Regions from separate parts of the Neogale vison genome. Here region 1 is linked to region 2. A link is a contact called in public Hi-C data. All regions are on one chromosome and are shown on one strand. The core of a region is the stretch at or near the end of the contact, and the rest is flanking DNA. Distances in the headings are between cores, read along the strand shown. Region 1 holds the start of ZNF326 (DBIRD complex subunit ZNF326). Region 2 holds the start of LRRC8D (volume-regulated anion channel subunit LRRC8D).

Region 1 (5,512 bases), core at 1,085-3,584, 180 kb after region 2:
GACTTGATAAACATATGTGCTCAGCACTTAGGATACAAAGATGACTTGGTTCTAAGCTCAAGGGGCTTTTAATGTGGATAGACATAAAGCCAAACAGAGTATTTAATGCAAGGGAGATAGTGTTCTATCAGCGCTTAGCTCAGGGCCTTGCTACTGCGAGTATGGTTGGACCAGCAGCAGCAGCAGCAGCAGCAGCAGCAGCATCTCCTGGGAAACCTGTGAGAAATGCAGACTCTTACTCTTTGGTTCCAACCCAGACTGACTGAATGTGAATCTGAGTTTTAATGAGATTGTTAGGTGAGTCATTTAAGTACTGGCCTAGTGTGTGGGGATGGGATGTGGGAGCATTTCTTAGAGGAAGTAAATTCTAAGCTATGTTTTGAGAATGAGTAGGATTCACTGGGTGGTATAACAAGCAGCTAGAAAAGCGTAAGTAAAAGTTTAGGGGCATGAAGAAGCGTAGGGATGTTTGGGGACTTAAAATTGCTCACCAAAAAGGAAACAGTATGGGAGAGGAGGAGGGAGAAATGGAGGAAGATGGCAGCTTAGGCAGTGGCCAGATCCTGCTGCACGTGCTCTAGGTTTCAGAGCTTGTCCTTGGCCTAATCCATAATAAAGACCCATGATGATGACATGTTCAGATTTGTGTTTAGAACACTGCAGCCCTGAGAAGCCTGAGAAGGTTAAGGCCAATGGGCAGAAAAATGATTTAGGAAGCTACAGCAATAGTGTGAGAGGGAGAGAATCAGAGTTGTGCAGGTACTGTAGGTAGTGCTGTGGAAATGGAGAGAAGGGAACAGGTTTAAGAAATTTTAAGAGGTAATAAGCAGATGAAAGACTTCAGTGTGGATGGGGGAGGGAGGATGGGAGAAGCCTGTGTCTTGATGAGATGAATCGTGCTGGCTTCCGGCTAGGATTAGTGGGTGGTTGTTCAGGACACCACTAAAAGAGATGAAAGAATAGAGGAGGATGAACAGGTTTGAGAAGGAAAATTATGAGTTCAGTTTTCAACATGTTCAGCTCAGGTGAATAGAAAACATGTATAGGAGGGAGAAAAAAATAAAAAAAGAAGAGAATAAGGGTGGAGAACTGTGTGAATCAATCTGGGTGGAGAAGGAAAGTGGTGAGGAAGAAACAATGCCCTGTGAAGATCTGGGGCTACAGTAATGCACATACTGTATCTGCAATTTTGTTTTCCAGTCTTATTTCCACAGGCTGCTGTTATGGAACTTGGTTCCAGCAACTGATTGGACTAAAGAAGAGAAAATGGTTTTGATTCATGGTTTCCCATCTTGTGATCAACCCATTGTTGACACTATTTGCTCTACTACAAAAGAAAAAAAAAAAAAAAAGGAAAGAAAGAAAGAAAAGAAAAGAAAGGGGCGCCAGGGTGGTTGGGTCGTTTGGCATCCGCCTGGGATAGAGCCTGCATCCGACTCCATCTTCAATGGGAGATCTGCTTCTCCCTCTCTCACTCCCGAGCTTGTGTTCCCCCTCCAGCTGCCTCTCTGTCAAATAAATAAATAAAATCTTAAAAAAAAAAAAAAGAAAAAGAAAGAAAGAAAAAGAAAGAAAGAAAGAAAAAAATAACCTGGAGTTAAGCTGCTGCATAATCAGAACGAACATTTTTTTTTTCCATATTGCCCTGTGGGGTGAATAATTTTGCCCACTTCCCCAACACTACTTCCAAAGTGGCAGTAACACGATATCAATATGTGTGAGGGTTTGTGCATGGTCATTCTTCAAGCTCTTGGCGACTTCTGTCACAAATCTTCCTGTCTTTGAAATTTTACAGCCCCTTTTTATTTTGCACCTTAAAATTCAGAAACTGGTAATAACTTGTCTTGGATCATTCCCGTATAATTATTTCCTATTCAGCAGTCTGTTCTCCTCGGCTCACACAGTTGTCAAAATCGTCCGGGACTTATGCCTCTCCACAGCAAAAAACCCGTTAAGTACTTTAACATTTTCTGCACAGTCGTCACCAGCCAATAAAAAGCAAAAGGTCGGCACGTGGTTTATTAGTTTGGGCAGGAGGAAGGTACTCCGATCCAATCCTTTCGCTCTTGCCAGGATCAAACATGGCGGGCCGCCGCCAGAATTTCCCGAACACCCAGTTCTCTTTCCCGTGACCCCACTCAGTCTTCCGCGCTCCTCTTTCCACCTTCCTTCCTCCTCCGACGCTCGGAGAGGGTCAGCACCCTGGAGCGTGACAGCCGACCTGCTTCCCGCCCCCACTCGAGAGTCCGCCCACCAGCCCGCGCCAACCAATCGCAGGCCGCGCTGCTGCCGCTGGCAGCGCCGGCCGGCCCCGCCCCTCCGCCTCACTGTGGCCTGCGGCTCCCGGGCCGGTAGCGCCGCTTTCGGTCGCGCGGACTGGTCGTGTGGAACCGCGGGTCCCGGGTGTTCGCCGCCTGCCACAGTTCTGCCTAGCGCCGCCGAGCCGGTGAGCCCCGAGCCTCCGCCATGGACTTCGAGGACGGTAAGCAGAGCTTCTGGCTGGTCGCCGCGGCGGGCGGGAGGCGGGGTGGCCGCCCCGGGGGTCTGTTTACGGTCTCAAGATGGCCGTGTGGGCTTTGTTCTGCGGGCCCGGAGGCCGCCCGCCCGCCGCGGGCCCAGTGCCCGGAATCGGCCTGTGTGGGGACCCGCGCGCCCTGTCTCGCCGGCCCGGCGCCCACTGCCGCCGGAGACCTGGGAGTTCCGTGCCGGCCTCGGTGCGGGGAAGGGCGCGCCCAAAGCGCCACGGCCTCCGGAGTGGGGCCCGGACTCGCGTCCCGGACTGGCCCCGGCCGCGGTGCGTGGAAATTGCCCCGGCGCCTCCAGTTCCTCGGTGTCGGGCAGAGAGGAGAGTGGGGCCTCCCCCGCCTCGTCTCGCGTGCGCCCCACGGGGCGGCGACCCAGCTCGTCCGTTTCGTAAATCCTCTACCCGGTGGCTTCTTAGCAATTTTCAGAGGCCCGATCACAGTGAGGTTTCTTGGCTTCGTTTAAGCTGAGTTTAAAGGGCGTCTGTACGTGACAAGTACAGGTAGATCTCTGTACAGAATGGAAATAGGCTGTTTGTTACCCGTTGGCAAGCTAGGATGTTTATCCACCAGAATTATCTGGTCGTTAATCCCTAATCTGAAATACTTCTGTGAACCAAAGCATTTTTCTTCTGGATTGTGTATGGATGGGACTTAAGTTAGTCAGAATTCTGGCACAGCATCCCATGCCCTTCAAATTCGGTTCTGTGCCCAGCCGCCTGGGTTAGACTTACCGTTTAAATCAGCTGTAATTCAGCAATGCCTTTCAGTCGTCTCTCACGCTGGTTCTGTAAACCATTTTCACGGGCTCACAAAGTAAAATTAATTTGGTCTTCATCTTGTCTTCGGAACTTGCCTAACTTTTATAGGAATCGGCGTCAGAATGCGTCCCTCATGACAGCATTAGGGAAGGGGAAGAAGGGTTTGAATGGTTAAACTGGACTTAATCCTGAGTAGCCAGACATTTCTAATAAAACAGATCGACTAACTAGTTGTAAGTCACATACCCAGCCAAAACCCAATCTTCTTTAAGAACATTGTAGTTAGTGTGATCTCAGCATGTGAGTCTGACCAGATGATCTTTTGATCTTTGATTTGATTTCATGCCACAAAGAATTAAAGCGGCCAAATCTAAGTATGTGAAAGGATACTAGAATAACCCTTTTCTGAATCCTTTTAAATTACTTTCAAATAGGAAGTTCAGCTCTTAAGAGTAGCACACTGATGTTTTTGTTTGTTTTGGTTGGACTGAGTGATTTTGATATAGATACCTTTAAACTATGAATATTTGAGTGCCAAAGCTAGGAATGAAACTTAAAAAAAAAATACATGATTGTGTTTTCACACCCGAGGTACAGCAGCAGCCCCTAGTTGGGGGGAGGGAACAATGGGAGTGGTGTCTCCCCGCCCTCACCCCACCCCACCCCCACCCCCACCCCCGCTGGAGAATCCATTTTCTGTAGAGAATTAAAAAACAATAAAACTTAGTATGTTTGCTTTTATTGTCACCATGTGCCTACAATTCCAAACAGTGTCAGTAATAAAATTATAAACAGTGTCAGTGAGAAAATAAATACTCCCCCTCTCTCTTGCTTCCTCTTCGCCTATGCTGCTATATTTGGGAGTGGAATTTGACTAACAGTATATCTGAATCTAATCCTATGTAGTGTAGCTAGATTCTGTTGTATCCAAGTGATCACTATATTAATTTCCTTTCTTTTAGTATTTATTGGTAAAATTAATTAAAGAATTTAATGATTATCAAGTCAGTTTTGACGGAAATTGCCAATATGGTTTTTGGTGATGCCACATCCTGGATAGATAGGCACAGATGTACATATGTGCATATGCATTCTGCAATAAGATCTTGAAAACCTTAGAGAGCAAATAGGTAAAAGAACTATATTAACTTTGAAAAAATTATGTTACATAGAATCAATTCTCAGGTGGCCCTTTTTGCAATGGTTGATACATAATTTAATTTATCTGGCTTCCCTTTGTTACCCTGTATATATCAGTACTGGATTCCTCTTTTGGCAGTTATTATATATTAGGTTTTATAAGCTAATTTTTACATTATTGTAATTTGGATGATAAACCTGCCTCTTGGGGAGATAGTGAGGAGGAAAAGATCCTATGTTTTCCCATATAAAATACTTGTTATTATTTATACCCCATTTTTACAGATAAGTGAGTTAATGAGATTTTTAAAAATTGTGTTTGATTTGAATAGATGAGTATGTAATTTCAGATTTTGGCCAATATTGTACTAATTCCTTTCTGTTAAATGTGTCTTCATAGATTACACACACTCTGCTTGCAGAAATACTTATCAGGGCTTTAATGGTGAGTATCCTCTTTCGTTTGTTCTTAAATGTGTTAAGGGAATGCATTACAGTTTTTCTCTACACACACACACAAAGTAACAAAGTAACAGTTCTACCTTGTTTCAGTCATTGTGTTGTCTCTTGATGTATCACTGCTCTGTGTTAATGTTGTCATACTATGTATAGTATTTGAATTAGGGAATTTGGGATCAGAAAAAGTTAGGACTATTCAGATTAGTTTGACTCTTTGTTTTATTTGAATTATGATTTCTTTAATTTATTCCAAAAGGCCTTGACTGCATTCAGAATGATGAGTTACAAGAAACTAGCTGAGTTATTTTTGCCGAGGGAGAGGCTTTGGTATTGAATAATGTAGATTAAGTAGATTATTGGCTTGGTTTTACATTCCTTCTAATGTAATGCATTTTGACCTTGTTTTTGAGGTCATTTGCTTTAGTGTGTCAGAATGTGTTAGTATATAAAGAGCTGTCTAGAGGAGCACATAAAGAAGCCTGATTATTTATGACTTGAGTGTGACGTTAGAATTGTGACTACAGAACTAGATAAAATCAGAAGAGGTATGCAGAATACAATTGGATGTTATTTTGATAGTTATTAAAGTTAAGATTCTGCCAGGCAGGATGATAACATAAAAGAATGTGG
Region 2 (5,118 bases), core at 2,287-4,786:
GATTTAGCCCTGTGCCCCAGGGCTATTCTTCACTTTACAAGGAATTCATCATGATATTATTCATAAGCTACCCTAGAGTACTTGGGATCAATTTATAAAGCTTGATTTCCTCACAATATTTCAAAAACATGTTTGCAGATTATTGAAATTCATATTGCTTACCACATGTTGGGCACTTTACCAGGTGACAAAAAAAAAAAAAAAAGAACAATGCAAAATCGCTCCTGTAAGGAGGTCTATTCTTCTCTATAGGAAAGTCAATTATTCATTCATTCATTCAGTATTACTGAGTGCCTCAGGGGATGCCAAGTAATATAGTTTAGGTAAGCACAGATCAACCTAGAATTACAATATTTGCTAAAAAGAGATGCATGTGTAATGGTCTTTATCCCAAAGGGTCCTTTTAGAGGGTAGTTCAGCTGCTTACTTCTAGAGCCACTTACAGGCTTGTGAACTTGAACTATTTACGTAACCTCTTAGGCCTTTGTCTCCAGTCCTAAAAAATGAGGATAGGAAGAGTATCTATCTTCTAGGGTTGCTATGAGGACCAGAAGGAAACACATGTAAAGTACTTAGAATAGTGCCCGGCCCAGGTTGCTCTGCATGGGTTGTTGTGATTAGTGTGATTTACCCAGTGCTAGAAAAGTTCCTGATTCCTGACCATCACAACTCAGCCAATGATAGTAAGTGCTCTCTCTCTGTAAGTTTTTACTGAACAGAACTTCCTTGAAAGTTTATTGTGGACCTCCCCCCCATCCCTGTAGACATATGTGGAGTAGCCGCAGATTCCTTTTCTGTCACATTCCTTAATTTTGAATCCAATGTCAAATCTGTTTTTGTCCTCTGTTGTCCCCTTCCTATTTGTCTTCCTTGGGGTATAAAGGAAGCAGACAACTTTTTACATCCTGGACCATCAGAATGATCTTTCATGGGCGCCTGGGTGGCTCAGTGGGTTAAGCTGCTGCCTTCGGCTCAGGTCATGATCTCAGGGTCCTGGGATCGAGGCCCACATCGGGCTCTCTGCTCAGCAGGGAGCCTGCTTCCTCCTCTCTCTCTGCCTGCCTCTCTGCCTGCTTGTGATCTCGCTCTGTCAAATAAATAAATAAAATCTTTAAAAAAAAAAAAAAAAGAATGATCTTTCATTATTTGTCCTTGGTAGAGCTCTTGCCAATTTTACTTTTAAAAATGTTTTTATTATTTTTCTTGTTATCAAAGTAATATGTGCCCAACATGAAAACAATGCAAATACACAGAACCTTGTAACAGAAAGTGGATGGGTGTAGTGATACCACATCCAGGGACAACCATTGTTAACTACTTTTTATATGTACTTCCAGGTTTCCTCTAAGCATGTGTTTTATAACATGTATGTTTGAGACAAAAAATGCAAATAAAAATGGGATCCTGCTACCTATATTGTTCTGCAGTTTGCTTTTTTCACTTACAGATTTTGGACACTCTTCCATGTACAAGTAGATTTATGTTACTTTTATTGGTGGCTACATACAGTTTCCTCTTATAAATCTAGCAGAGCTTGCTTAAATAGTTTCCACTGGGATTCCGTTACTAGATTTACACACTATTACGTGTTTTTGTTATTACAAACAATGCTACAACAAACATGCCTATACATACATTTTTATATATAGCTGTAAATATTTCTGAACTACATCATTTTTGCATATATAAGCCTAAAGTATAAATTCCCAGATGTGGAATTACCTGGTCAAAAATCGCACACATACTTATTTTTTCCAAAATTGCCAAACTGTCCTCCGAAGGGATTTGCCCAATTTATACTCATGCGTATATCATGTGTGAATAGCTGTTTGTCCACATTTGACTGTTTTCTGAGTATTACTTTTTTTCTCAATTTATACCAATCTTGAAATCATGTTTCTCTCAGATCTAGAATCATGGGTTAAAGCCCAGGAAGATCAAAACATGGAACAAAGTGTTTTTACAAACAGCAAAACATTCCAAATTAGTTATAATAATGGGGTGTTTTCAATCAAAATATTACACCACTAGATGTTAACAGTTTTAAAACTGCTCTAACCTCCCAGATGAGCAAATCTGGTACTGTAATTAAATCACTTACCACACAGCCCCTGCCCACACACCTCCTTCTTGGCTGGGTGTGTGGAATAGGAGAGGCTGCTGGCATGTGAGGGGCAGGGCAAGGAAAGTGAGAAAGCCAGAGGTCAGAAGGGCTCAAAATCTGGTGTCATGTTGTAACTAGTCTAGAACAGTCCCTTGAGCGTGCTCTGGACCTCTGTTCATACTCTTCCCTGCCAGGACTGCCCTTCTTCACTTTCCATTCCTGACCCACAAAGGCTTACTATGCTAGGGTCCATTCTATCCCCCTCTTCTCTCCCAAGCCCTTCCTGAAACCCTAGAAAACCATTATTTTTAAGGCCTTGCTGTATCCGAACACACATCTTCCTGAGTACCTCCATCGCATTTTGTGTAGCATGTTTACAAAGAACACTCGAACACTGAGTAAATGCTGATCGAACATTCGCTGACAAGGAGGGATCCTGATACAGATGAAACTTCCCATTGTTCACAGAAAAGGGTGGATTCCGACAAAAGGAGATACTGAAGGATTGGCTGGAACCATTTGCTTTGTTATAAACCAACAATTCCAAATATCCCCCGGCCCTATTTCTTTATTCCTGCTTCTCCCCACCCACGAGAAAGACGGGAAATCCATTTCGATCTTAAAACAAAAACAAGAGGGAAAACTATCAGGTTGGAAAACACCTCGTTGCAGAGGACAACCTTTCATCTATCTGCCTGCTTCAGACACAAGACAATTCTGGCAAAAAAGAATGGGGGAAAAAAGAGTAGAGTCGGATTAAAACAAGAACGGACTCTCCAATGTATCTTTAATAGCAGAGACGGAATAAACGAGGCTGGGAAGCTACTTGTGCCAAGATAAAGTTGTGACTGCCCCAGATCCGAGGCAAGTACTTTCTCCTCGGGTTGGAAGCTGCTTAAATGACTTTTACGCAATTTCTCCCCCTACCATTTCATTGCCTTTCACGTTAGGTCTTAATATCAGAGTTTGAGTCAAAAGGATAGACCCAGGAAGGGCGAAGGTTGCCGACCTTGCCCCACTCCTGCCAGGGGACAGCGGCTGCCTGGCACGGCGCCGTATTCAGGTAGGCGCCTGACAGGTAAGTCTTTCGGCGACTAGCGATCTTCCCCGCCCCATGCACCTGCTTGGCGTCTGCAGCCTCTAGCCGCGGGTCCCGGATCCTGGGCCACCCAACCGGCCGCGCAGCCCCCTCCGGTGAGGCCGGCCAGCTGCGGGCGCGGCCGGGCGGCCGGGGGAAAGCGCTCGCTGTCACATGGAGGCCCAGGCCCGCCCCATTGGCTGCGGCCGAGCCAGTCGCGGCGCTCGCTGGCTGCGGTTGGTCCCGGAGCTGCAGCGCCTGCACGGGCCCGGAGTCCATGTTACGCTTTGTCTAATTCCCCCCGTTACAGAGTCATGTGCTGCTGCTCCCGTCGCCGCCGCTGCCGCCGCCCGTGGTGCCCCGGCTCCTCCGCCGCGCTTCGAGGTGGCAGCCGCGGGCGGGGCCTCGGGAGCAGGGTCCAGGGCGCCGCGCGCCTTCGCCGCCCCGGCGCGTCCCGGTGCAGCCGCCGCCCGCCGCTGGTGATGCCGCCACCTCCCGCCTCAGCATAAGCCGTGGCTCGGCGGCCAGGCTGCTCGGGCTGCCCCCCAAGGTTGGTGCGCGCCTCCCCGGGGCCGTGGCCGGGCCGCGCAAGTGGGAGCCGCCCCGGAGGCGAAGCGCGCCCCTTCCCCGGCGCAGGCGTCCTGCCCTGCGGCGGGCGCTGAGGCTGCGGCCGGGAACTCGCAGCGAGGGGCGGGGGCTGGGGACTGGGGGGACGCCGGCGGCGCGCGGGGTAGCGCGGGTCTCCCGTCTGCGACCGCTCCGGCCCGGAAGATTGTGCCGCTCCCGGCAAGCTGGAGCGGCAGGCGCCGCGGACGCCTGGGCCGGCTGCGTTATACCCCGGGAGAGGAGGGTGCGGGCTGCCCCTCTTCGGCTCCCCCTCGCGAGCGCTCCCTCCTCTCGCCCCCGTCCGTGCAGTCGGGAGGGCGGGGAGACCCGGTTTCGGCTCCGCCGATTCCTCCCGGAGGTGGGTGTCTGGTGTCTGGCCTTGCTGGCCCGGAGCCCAGAAGGTGAGCCCTTTAACTTCTCCCGAAACGCCTCCCCCGCGCCTGCTTCCCGCGCCGGGTGGGTTGGGCGGGGAATGAGGGCAGCGCCCCGCCCCCCGCGCCGGAGGGAGGGAGCTGGGGGCCCGCAGGTGCACCCTGCCCGCCGCGGGCCATCTCCGGGTTGGGTACCGGTATAATCCGCTTCTAGCTTGTTTGAAGGCGTGGGCACTTGGGAACTGGACTTCTTGCTCGTATCCTGGCGAGGGGCTTGGGAAGGAGGGTTGGGGGAAGTTGCTTCCTGGAGGGTTGATAGAGGCCTTCCTCTTAATGTCCCCCCTAATTTGGGGTATCCTTTAGGGATAAAGAAATTAGGGTTTTGGCTTTAGGTGGGCTGTTTTTTGTTTTTTGTTTTTGTGTTTCTTAAAAAGCCAGCCGCAGTGAAGAAGAGCTGCTGCAGGTTCGAGGGAGGAGAGGTAGGTCCCTGCTGTAGAGGAAGAGGTGGGGATTTGCGGTCCCAACGGGCACGCAGTTGGGGGGCTGTGTGGCAGAAGGTGTGTGTGGGGGTATGGTTTCAGGAAAGAAAGAAACGCAAAGGTGATAGGGAGCGAGCACTCAAGAGGTAGGCAGAAAGATGGAGAATAGATACTGGGGAGTCTTAGCCAACTGCGGGGCCCAACTTGAGCTTCTTGGACTCATACATGGCTTCCTCTGCTTTGCGGAGTTTCTCCTTTCCTCTTCCTTGAATTTGAAAAATATTTTTTGTTAAGCAGAGAAAGCTCTGAGGACCTATTTTGAAAGAGCTACAGGAGTAAGAAGAGAGATGACTCCTGGGAACTTTCCCTAGCTCTGATAATAAAATTCCACTCCGGCATCGTTTATTGAGCACCTATTTTGTGTTCTCTGCTGGACTTTGGAAGAGTCTGGATAGGCAAGGCATTGCTGTCTGCAGTAAT

The links. A called contact is a pair of places that touch in the nucleus more often than the background predicts.
Region 1: a contact with region 2 is called in a Hi-C map of muscle, with 5 times the contacts expected there. The contact joins the promoter of ZNF326 here to the promoter of LRRC8D in region 2. A contact is called at or near these places in 2 of 3 Hi-C or Micro-C datasets (fibroblasts and muscle).

What each region holds. Positions count from the first base shown.
Region 1 is chr2:76,637,988-76,643,499 of ASM_NN_V1, forward strand. It overlaps ZNF326 (DBIRD complex subunit ZNF326), which reads left to right and starts at 2,335. Exons shown (of 12, transcript XM_044238655.1): 1 at 2,335-2,482; 2 at 4,824-4,868. The coding sequence starts at 2,467.
Region 2 is chr2:76,454,105-76,459,222 of ASM_NN_V1, forward strand. It overlaps LRRC8D (volume-regulated anion channel subunit LRRC8D), which reads left to right and starts at 3,537. Exons shown (of 3, transcript XM_044238651.1): 1 at 3,537-3,732.